Linked DNA regions of Mus musculus: all the other regions are linked to region 3. The links are chromatin contacts, called in public Hi-C and HiChIP or PLAC-seq maps. All regions are on one chromosome and are shown on one strand. The core of a region is the stretch at or near the end of the contact, and the rest is flanking DNA. Distances in the headings are between cores, read along the strand shown. Region 1 has its middle 19 kb from the start of Gm40118. Region 2 has its middle 6.3 kb from the start of Wnt2b. Region 3 overlaps Tmigd3 (transmembrane and immunoglobulin domain containing 3).

Region 1 (3,282 bases), core at 723-3,222, 810 kb before region 3:
ATTTCACCTGGAATTTAGATTTCTAAGTATGGTGGCATGTTAGCCATTGTTTTGTCCAGTTAAAATAAAAAAAAAAAAAAACAAAAAACTTATGTGTATGAGTGTTCTTCCTGCATGCCTGTACACTACTTGTGTGCCTCGTACCTGAGGAGGTTGGAAGGTGGCGGCGGAACCCCTGGAGCTGGAGTTACAATGGTTGATGGACAGTGTGGGAATTGAAACCCGGTCTTCTGAAACAGCAACTAGGTCTCTTACTATTCAGCCATCTCTCCAGCCCCATGGTTCAACTTTAAAAATATTTAACAAGGGGAGCATTTATACTTGAAGAGGATCCAGTCCACCGTGGTTATAACACTTGGCAGCAGGCAGTGACACCTGGCAGCAGGCGGCTCCAGGGAGAGCAAGCATGTGGCCTCTGCCTCCTCACACTTCCTGAAGCAGGAAGCAGAGGTCCTATAGGAAGTGAGGCTGGGACATAAAACTTCAAGGCCAGTTCTCAGTCACTCACTTCCTCCAGGAAGTCTCTGCCTCAGAGAATTCCTGCAGCTTTTCAGAATAGCACCACTGGCTGGAAACCAAGTGTTCAAACACATGAACATACAGGTGACGTTTCCCTTTCAACCTGTAACACTCTGCCCTTGGTGTCCACAGGCTCATTAGCTACTGTCTTTGAGCATTAGCATCTAATCACAGAGGTTAAGTTACTCTTTGGGACTTGCCCGAATTCTTTCTAGTTTAGAGGCTTTGGACCAAATGAAGCTAGAGCACACAGTCTCTGCACTACCCAAAGACTAGTGAGGAGGAAGAAATGTCAGAGAGAGGATTTGGGGGCTAGATTTGTGTCCGTGTGTCCATGTGCATGTCTGTGTGCATGCGTGTGCGTTTCTAGCTGAGGACTCTGAGCCAGGTGCTGAGTGAGACAGACTTAGGTGTACACAGGGGCTTGACAGTCCTAGGAGGGAAGGAAGCTGAGGTAGCAGGTTGGCTTTCAGTGGGTGATGCAGTCCGGAGGAGGCCCTTGCTGGTCCAGTGGCTCAGCCACTGGTGGGGGGGGGGGGGGGCACCTGTAAAAGAATTCCCTAAAGCTGAGGTAGCCTCCTATGAAGCAAAACCCAATGGATTTGGAGCAAACCGTCAGTGTTTTGATATCACATGAGTGTAGAATCGTCAAGTCTGCCCTAAGGACAGACCTGAGGTTCAAATTCCAGCAGCAGTGGACTTCAGGTGACTTTTCTGCCTCACTTTCCCTGTCTGTAAAGTGGAGAAAATATTTCCCTACAGGGTGATGGGAAGATAGGACAAGGGTGATGTTGGGTGTGGTGACTCATACCGGGCGCTGGGAGGCTGAAGCAGGAGGGTCAGGAGTGGGAGATCAGGCTGGGCTACAGAGTGAGATGCTGTCTCCAAAACAAAAAAAAAAAAAAAAAAAAAAAAAAAAAACCCAAAAGGACAAACCCGGCTTAGCACATTCTCTGTCACAGTGCAGACACCAGTCAGTGTTCTTCTTTGCTAGGTGGAAATAAACCAGGCCAACATCGTGTTCTCTGAACCAGTTCCCACCCTGCTCATTTAAAGCCTCATTTCCTCCCAGGCACCAGTGTTATTTCCCCCATCTTCTGGATGTGTCCCAGGACCTGTGGTGTGCCCTGACTTGTTCATCTCATGATCTCAGCTTGGAGACTCAGGACCTCCTTGGCTTTTGACCCTCCCAGATGGGTCTACCCAGCTCCTGTTCCTGTGAGATGAGGTTATTATTTTCTAGAATATACCAGAGAAAGAATGGCCAAACTGCATCTCTTACAGCTATCTGTCAGCACATCCCACCGCACATCCCACCAGGGATCTTCCTAAGGAGAGACTGCCATGTTCCCTTTGTTAAGTGCCTCCCTAAAAGCCTAGGACAGAGTATCCTGCCTTGTGTACTCTGCGAAGCAGGACAACGCGTGGTTGGCTAAGCCAGGTATGTATTTTGTGTGAGTCATTATTCGTCACCAGGGTGTTGGCCATGGTAGGGACACAGGTCTCCAAGGCCCTATACTTCTCACATATATGTGATTGGGTTTGATTTACTGGGTTGTGTTGACTCCTTGAGACATGAACACAAAGCAGTTTTGTTATTCCAGTGGCTGCTGCCTGCACTCGATGTGTATGGTACAGGTCTCTCTCCCGCTGAGAAGCAGCTCCCTTCACCATCTGTGCATGTCCATATCTTCTCAGCCACTTTCACCCACCACAGTGGTCTTATTATGTTAATGAAGACACAGTCTTTTATCTTAAAGATGGCATTACAATTTTTAATTCAAGCTTTTCTCCTTCCCTTTTAACAAATGCTGGAGTTGGTCCACAGCTGTTTGGAGCAGTGGTTGAAAAATGGGGTTTGCTTTGGAGGCACCCTGTCACCCTTCTTTTTGAGGCCTAAGTGCCTCTGGGCAGAGTGTGGGGGGGTGAGGAATGGTTGACTTCTTTACATGACTTACAGGAAGGAGCAACTGTCCTTTACTCCTTCCTAGTTCGGTATGGCTCTGCTGGAGTTTTACAGAGCTTTCTTCCCAAGCCAGGACCACCCCTTCCTCTCCTTACCCATTAGCTGCACGTTTAACATCACTAGTAATAGAGGCTCCCGGGGACGCCATCTCTGCTATGTGTAGCCAACTCTTAATTTAAAAGCTTCCAGGTAAAGCTGGGCTCTGGTCACTCTGCTGACTTCCGAGCATCACCACATGAAGTCACAGGGTCTTCTGGATGTTCTGCAACAACTATGTGAGAGACCGCAGATCATATGGGAAGGGCGTCCTGTCTTCTGCCCAGGCATGTTTTAGTAGGCATGTCTGTTGCTTCTGGTTGCAAATCAGTGGCCTTCCCACTTTCAGAACCTCTAGGCTTCCGATGAGTAGCGATTTCAATGCAAGAATGCTTGCTTAGGAGCTGAGGAGAAGACTCAGTGGGTAAAAGTTCTTCTTACACAAATATGAGGACCCATGTTTGAGTTCTCCCAGAACCTCTCAGAGTCCATGTAAAAAGGGACACAGTGATGGGTTCCCAAGCCAGATATGGGATGGTGTAGCATTGCCCATAATTGGGACGTGTCTCAGAGAGCACTGCAGGAGTGGGGTCACTCCCTACCTAGATCAGACTTGGGCCTACTCAATTCCGTAGAGACAAAGGCCACATCATGATAAAGCCAGTTAGGCTTCTGTTTCCCTGCCAGAGAACTGGCTTCTCAGAAACCACGTGATCTACAATCTGCTAATCTAGCTGGTACGCTTGGAAGGCCCTTGCCCC
Region 2 (3,518 bases), core at 671-3,170, 930 kb before region 3:
CCATTCTCTCAAGCTTGTGATTCCGTGTCTAGCCCTAGCCCGCTTTCTAGCTTTGTTTCCTGGTCTCACTGGTCTGGCTTTTATTTCTGTCTAGATATTTGTCTGCCCCTCTTTCTCAGTTCTGCCACTTGGCTATCTCCTGGTTGGCCTTCTGTCTGTCTCTGTCTCCCTATTCCTCTGTCGGTCTCTCCCTTGCCCCCTTCTCTTCAGAGAGAGGGGAGAGACAGACAGACAGACAGACAGACAGACAGACAGAGACAGAGACAGAGGGAGAAAGGGAGAGAGAGGGATGCACAGTTGTGACCCATGTTCTTCTTTCTTTTCTCTCTCGTCTCCATCTGTTTCTCGGTGTCTGGCTTTCTGACTCTCTCCAGGACCTGCCTCTATACGTTCTCTGGTGCATGACTTTATTCTACCCTCAGCTCCTGCAGTACAAGGGCCAGAAAAGATTTAAAAACAAAATGCTTCCTACCTTCAACTCAATGCAGAACTTAGGCACTATTTACAATACTGTAAGTCACTTCCCCACGTTGGGCCTCAGTTTCCCCACACTGGGACTAGAGTAGATGGAGAGGATGGAGAGCAACTTTCTGCTGTGGAACGTCCTCTGTCTTTATCTCTTCTTCCTTTAGCATACGCCATCCTGTTATGCCCAAGGCCTCTGCCTCTGCTTCTAAATTTGACCCTGAAGCCTGGACTCGAGCGTCTTAAGGACGCCAATGGGGAGAGTCCCTGTTAGTGTCAGCCAGCAAGGCCCTCAAAGCAAGATTCGTCACTACTCCACTCCCTTAAACATCAGTGTAGACAGGGTCCCTTTCTGGGGCCATGTCTGGGATACAAACCAGATTAGCTCATCTCTCTAATCCTCTTTGTGCTGGAGCCTCTGCCAGGCAAGGACACCCACAGTGCCGTGTGTGTGTGTGTGTGTGTGTGTGTGTGTGTGTGTGTGTGTGTGCGTATTTGTGTGTGTGTATGTGTGTGTGTGTGTGTGTGTGTGTGTGTGTGTGTGTGTGTTCTTGGAAAGGCAGGGCACACAAGGTTCTCTCCTCTGGACCCCCTCCTTCGAGTAAAGGCCAAGTCAGCAAGCCTCCCTGTGTTTAAAAAAAAAAAAAAAAAAAAAGGCTGAGGTTTGAGCCAAGCTTGCCTCCCACCTCCATTCCAGTCTCTTCTGCAGGCTTTCCAGAACTGGATTATGCATTTCAGCTATTCCCCTGTTCCCGAACAGTCCAGAATCTACCCCTCTTCAACGCATATCTCACGGCCTAATTGTGTGTACTTTTCGGTCATTTTAGGACTTGGCAATCCCTTCTTGAAAAGCCCAGAACTTGCAGAAGGACATAGGGAACGTGGGGGAGGGGTGGGGTGGGGATCAGGCTGGCCCTCGGCATTGCACTTCAAATTGGAAGCCTCCAACCAAGTCCCTGAATTTTCCTTGGAGAGATCTCTCTGGGCTGATAAGATCAAAGCATTCCCTCTGCCAAATCATTACCTTATTTTCGAGGCAATTACAGAACTTATTGTATCAATTAGCCAGGTCTCCAGCTGCAGCTGTTTATCGCTGGCTTTTAGTTCGCTGGCTAAGGGTCTGCCCTGCCGAGAAAGCCGGACCGAGGAAAGCGAGAGAAGGGCGGCGTCTGGGCCGGGAAGGCCCGGTTGCTCTCTGTGGGAATGGTCGGCGGAGGGCGGGAGGGCGTCCAGGGGAGTGGAGCCCGCGGACCACTCTCGCCGCCATCCCTCTGTTCTAGGCGTCACAACGCACGGACGTGGCCCAGAGAGACGCCGCAGACCCAGGGGTGAGGCAGGTCGCCGGGGTCGGGCGAGGCCGGGGCTCCGCGGGGACCCGACTGAGCGAGCCCAGACGCCCAGTCCTTTGCAACGCTCGCGGCCGGCTGGAATGCACCCCGTGCGCAGGGCGCCCCGCCGTGGCGTTTTCTGGAAAGACAGAGGGCCGAGTTTCATTTTGGGGATCCCTGGGTTTCAGATAGGTCTGGACACAGAGAAGGGAGATATTTCCAAGAGTGGAAGAGTGTGACGTTCAGGGATTCCACCAGGACCGCAGCGCCTAGAACCAAACGTACCTGAAACCAGCATGGGTAAGGAATCCCTGGACGTCCTCAGACTTTTTGATCTTAGAAACACAAATATTACCGAGGTTCCTCCAGAGGGCTTCTTTTGTTTAGGTGAATTACTGTCACTCACGGTCACTGGAGTAACAGAAACACAGGGACCAACTGATAAAGTCCCTGATGGCCAGCCGAGGAGGCCATGAGCAACAACATAAAAACATTTCTTGATAGTAATCCAAAGAATAAAACAAATATCCACGAGTCTGAACTAATATAAATAAACAACTGAACAAATAAATAAATGGGGAAAGGACAAGTCTCCCATGTAGGAAGACTTCCAAGAAACTTATGTAGACACTGCACACTCAGCGACACGAAGTATGATTCTAATCCTTAAGTGTGCGCTGCACATTCTGACATCTTCCTAACACACACAACACAGCTATGGTGTGGGGAAGGGAAATGGAATTTACCATGGGAGAAACCTGACAAATACTTTAGCCGGGGCATCAGGCTCAACATTATTGGAGTCAGGGCAATAGTTTTTGCCCCAATGACAAAAATAACACTTAAGTCTCTTGTTGCTACAGAGCAACAGGACCACATTTGTTGCTAGAGAAATGGTAAAATGGCCCAGTGAGTTGGGAAGGCAGCTCAGGGATGTCATAGGAAATGCTATATACTCTTACCGCGTAACGAAATAATTGCACCCATTCACTGGGATGGCCACATAAAATCCTGCACACAGAGGCTGATAGCTACTCTCTCCATAACTGTCAGGATGGGGGAGCAACTGACATGCCCTTCAGAGATGAATGGAGACGTGAGCTGTGCATACAGAGAATGGAATGTTTTTAGTGATAAAATGAGCTATGAGGCCTGGAGGAGCTTCCCCTGTATATCACTAGCAGAGAGAAGTGGACCTGAGAAGCTGTGGCTCCGACTGCATTTCTGACAAAAGGCAAAACCACGGGAATGATAGGGTCAGGATTCCTTCCTCTGGGACCCCTTTTTGTAATCCCAGTGTCATGAGAAACCAGGAGAAAAATATCGGACAAATCCATCCGAGGAATTTATCTATCTATCTATCTATCTATCTATCTATCTATCTATCTATCTATTTATTTATTTATTTTCGAGACAGGTTCTTGCTGTGCAATCCAGGCTGGCCTTGAACTCTCAACCCTTCCACCTCAGTCCACCACAGGCTGGGGTTATTGATATGCATCATTACATCCTGCTGAAAATAATTTCCTTATTTGTTTCTTTTTGTAATATGCTAGGGATAGTATTTCCAGAATGGAGCCTAAAAAATAATGAGGACATTAGGAGGAAATAGAAGAAATCTATTTATTTATTTGAAATGAGCAAGTTGGTGAGATTGCTCAGCAGGCAAAGATGTCTACTACCAAGCCATATGGTAGAAGAAAGTGACTCTCAAAAGTTGTCCTT
Region 3 (3,474 bases), core at 8-2,507:
AAAGGACCAGAGACTGGACCATCTGCAGTGACCTAGACTTCTGCTGGCCTCTGCTGCAGCCGGGGCCACCAAAACAACATCTATCTGGCTTCCATCTGGCAGGGCCCAGAGTGGGTCAGTTGAGTCATCCTGGAGGGTTCAGGTCAGAAAGAGCCATTCTCCTGGAGGCCCGGGAATGACTGGAGAGTCATTCTGGTTCCTTGGCCCTTCACAGTCAGGATCTATTCCAAGGTTAATGAAAGGTTAGAAAGTGTTTGGTATTCAGGATCAAGTGCAGACACAAATGAATAGGCTGCGCATTAAATCGTAAATTGTGTGCCGTGCGTTTCATGTCTGTCAAGCAGCTGTTTTGGCAGGAGGTGACCATAATATTCATCAACCTTCACACCCTGCCCAGAAGGTGGCCTTTTTATAGCCTTGAAAAGTGCCAAGTGCTCTGCCACGCCCTCCAGAATGAGTGACAGGTAAGACACAGAAACTGTGGTTATGGTTCTGAATAGGGCGGGCTCTTGAGATAGCCAGGCTTCACCTGCAGCAACGGAGAGGCCCCTGTGGCTGCGGGTGCTCCATCCTGCCTGTCTAGGAACTGCCTGCAGTCAGACCCCCCAGGCTGGCCTCTGCCTGGGCTCACGAAGGGGGGCGGTCTCATAGCTGAACCCTGGCACAAGCTTCTTCATGCGGTCAAGCCACTCACTTCCTGGCAAGTAGAGAAGATAGGAGAAGACGTCATCGCCGTCCTGCCATCGCCTTCGGGTGAGTCCAGTTTCTGAAGCTCAGAAAACCAACAGAGGATTTGGAGCAAAAAGCTTCTTCAACAAAAGACGAGAGAAAGGTGCCAAGGAAAGCCACATCTAGACCATTCCAACCTCAGGGGCACAGCCAGCCTGCAGTTCACGGTTCACAGAGGGTCTGTGGGTATAGAGACGCTTCCTGTTGGTTCAGTAACCAGCAAGCACCTCATGAGGAGTCACTGGCCCGGTGCCCATGAGGCCCACAGGAAGAGCATGGGTGCAGGACTCTAAGAGTGGTCCAGACCCTGCCCCAGATGTTGGGTGTTTTTTACTTCTTTCAGGTCCCAAAGAATAATCTTCCTCCTTCACCAAAGAGGAATTAAAGACATGGGAGATTGGGCAATGTGGCCAAGGTTATCCGCTTAGAAACAAAGCTCACAAAGCAAGAAGGACGTGGCATGTTCAACGTCTGAGTCACTCGCTGGCAGCCAGCCCATTTTGATTTCTTCCCCGGGGCTGGGCCTCAGGGCATAAATGCAGTGGGACAGGCCTGACACCTGGAGGCAGAAGCCCTGTGTGTACATGGAGTGGGACAGGAGGTGGTTCGATGCGGGAATCTCACCGAGGCAGAGAACTCTGGCACAGGTTTGAGTGCTGAAGGTCTGGAAGGTAACTTCCAGTAAGAGGTGATATGACTGGCTGGCACATCAACCTGGATGGACAGGGCAGGGAGACTGGCCATGACACATACATGCAGTGGATCACTGTCTGGTTGGGTGGTCCTAGGGTGTTCATCTGTGGGCTCAGCGAGGTGGGCACCAGAATAAACAAGGAGCTAAATGTTCTGGCTAGCCGGTTTTGACCTCAAACCAGTCACTTTGGGCACCAGTTTCCTCTCATGTTCAATTCCACTTCTAGCACACTTGTGCTCTAAAATCTCACTGTGAATGTTGATTTGGGACAAGAAAAGTGATGAGTGTAACACCAGGAACAGTTCTAAGCCCTACAGAAAAAGCAAGAAGAACAGGGCCAAGAACAAATGACAGAGCTCTGATCATGGAACACAGAAAACAGGGTGCCCATGGCATCAGATTAGACAAATCACACTGAAGAGAGAATGGACGTGTGGTGGTAAACAAGCATAGAGAAGCCACAAACTGTCTTGTAAGGCATTCTCTCTAAGGGCCTCTTAACCAGACTGAGTAACATAACCCCAAAAGACTGCAGGGAAAAGATGCAACAAAGAAACAAAAAATGGACCCTCTCGTTCCTCTCAGCTTCTGCCCAACACAGTGACATGGTTAGCACCCTCTTGGGCTGGGGTGGGATGTGTGTGGGGGTAGGGTGGGGACAGACCTGGGAATAATATATGCATTCAGCTCCAACATAAAACAGGTCTCCCATGTTGCCAGGTGTTATAAGAGGCTCCTGGAGGTCCAAAGTTGAATAGGAAGTGGGAGAAACAATTTAACTCCAAAGTAGCATAAAAGTGCTCAAAGAGAGGATAGCATAAGCTGAAATGGAATCCATAGTGAGGGAGGGGCCACTGGCTGCCCACCAGCGCCTTTGATCCTTCTTGGGAGTTGATTGTACATACAATGGTAAGTGGGTTCTGCCTGTGCCGTGGGTGGCACCATCCCGGATACTTCTGGGCATCAGTGCCCCAAGCTCTGTTATTGAGTCCTCTCCAAGATACTCAATTAAAATGACAGCTTTGCCATGTTTTGTTTCTTGTTTCTAGAGACAGGGTCTCACTTTGTAACCTTGGCAGTCTGCTCTGGCTTTGAATTCACAGAGATCAAGCTGCCTCAGCCTCCCAACTTCTGGGATTCCAAGCATGCATCTGGCTGGGTATTTTATTTTTAGAATTACACAAATCCCTATGGGTGAATGGGAAGCAACACCAAAGTTCCTTCTATGTGCTCGTTATTTGTGACTTGCAGTCTTCCCAAAAGCATGTGCTCATAATAAAAGAACAGAGCATGACAACTAAGATACCAGGAGCCAGGGCTGGAGATTTGACTCAGTGGTTAAGAGCATTTGCCACGGACTGGAGAGATGGCTCAGCGGCTAAGAGCACTGACTCCTCTACCAGAGGTCCTCAGTTCTATTCCCAGCAACCACATGGTGGCTCACAACCATCTATAATGGGATCCAGTGCCCTCTTCTGGTGTGTCTGAAGACAAAAACACAGTGTACTTACATATAATAATAAATAAATCTTTAAAACAAACAAACAAACAAGAGCAATGGCAACTTGTGATGGTTTGAATAAAAATGGCTCCCTTAGGTTCATAGGGGAGTTGCAGTATTAGGAGGTGTGGCCTTGTTGGAGGAACTGTCACTGTCTCAGAAGCTCAAGCCAGGTTTAGTGGCTTATGGTCTCTTCCTGCTGCCTGCTGATCTAGATGTAGAATTCTCAGTTACTGTTCCAGCACTATGTCTGTCTACGTGCCACCATGCTTCCTACCATGATGATAATGGATAAAACCTCTGAACTGTAAGCCTGCTCAGTAAAATGTTTTCCTTATAAGAGTTGCTTATAAGGCTGGTAAGATGGCTCAGAGGGTAAGAGCACTGACTGCTCTTCCGAAGGTCCTGAGTTCAAATCCCAACAACCACACGGTGGCTCACAGCTATCTGTAATGGGATCCGATGCCCTCTTCTGGTGTGTCTGAAGACAGCTACTGTGTACTTATGTATAATAATAAATCTTTGGGCTGGAGCAAGCAGGGACTGAGTG

The links. A called contact is a pair of places that touch in the nucleus more often than the background predicts. HiChIP or PLAC-seq counts read pairs in DNA pulled down with a chosen protein or histone mark.
Region 1: a Hi-C map of pancreatic cancer cells shows a contact between it and region 3, with 5 times the contacts expected there. The contact joins two enhancer-like sites. A contact is called at or near these places in 1 of 39 promoter capture datasets (hippocampal neurons), 1 of 15 datasets of contacts at CTCF or cohesin (embryonic stem cells), 21 of 484 Hi-C or Micro-C datasets (the N1E-115 cell line, adipose-derived mesenchymal stem cells, cardiomyocytes and 14 more), 5 of 115 datasets of contacts at active chromatin or transcription factors (T-cell acute lymphoblastic leukemia, cardiomyocytes, embryonic basal ganglia and 2 more) and 1 of 9 other capture datasets (embryonic stem cells).
Region 2: a contact with region 3 is called in an HNF4G HiChIP or PLAC-seq map of pancreatic cancer cells. The contact joins two enhancer-like sites. A contact is called at or near these places in 1 of 39 promoter capture datasets (hippocampal neurons) and 1 of 115 datasets of contacts at active chromatin or transcription factors (pancreatic cancer cells).

What each region holds. Positions count from the first base shown.
Region 1 is chr3:105,087,114-105,090,395 of GRCm38.p6, forward strand. No RefSeq gene overlaps it. Among named protein-coding and RNA genes, the nearest start is that of Gm40118, 19 kb to the right of the region's middle. Within about 2 kb of position 1,973, at least 15 of the 459 cell types and tissues checked have an H3K27ac peak or open chromatin away from gene starts, as enhancers often do. A contact at or near this core is called in pancreatic cancer cells, where this site is marked.
Region 2 is chr3:104,966,256-104,969,773 of GRCm38.p6, forward strand. No RefSeq gene overlaps it. Among named protein-coding and RNA genes, the nearest start is that of Wnt2b, 6.3 kb to the left of the region's middle. Within about 2 kb of position 1,921, at least 231 of the 459 cell types and tissues checked have an H3K27ac peak or open chromatin away from gene starts, as enhancers often do. A contact at or near this core is called in pancreatic cancer cells, where this site is marked.
Region 3 is chr3:105,894,239-105,897,712 of GRCm38.p6, forward strand. The region is part of intron 1 of Tmigd3 (transmembrane and immunoglobulin domain containing 3); the gene reads left to right. Among named protein-coding and RNA genes, the nearest start is that of Adora3, 8.4 kb to the right of the region's middle. Within about 2 kb of position 1,258, at least 231 of the 459 cell types and tissues checked have an H3K27ac peak or open chromatin away from gene starts, as enhancers often do. A contact at or near this core is called in pancreatic cancer cells, where this site is marked.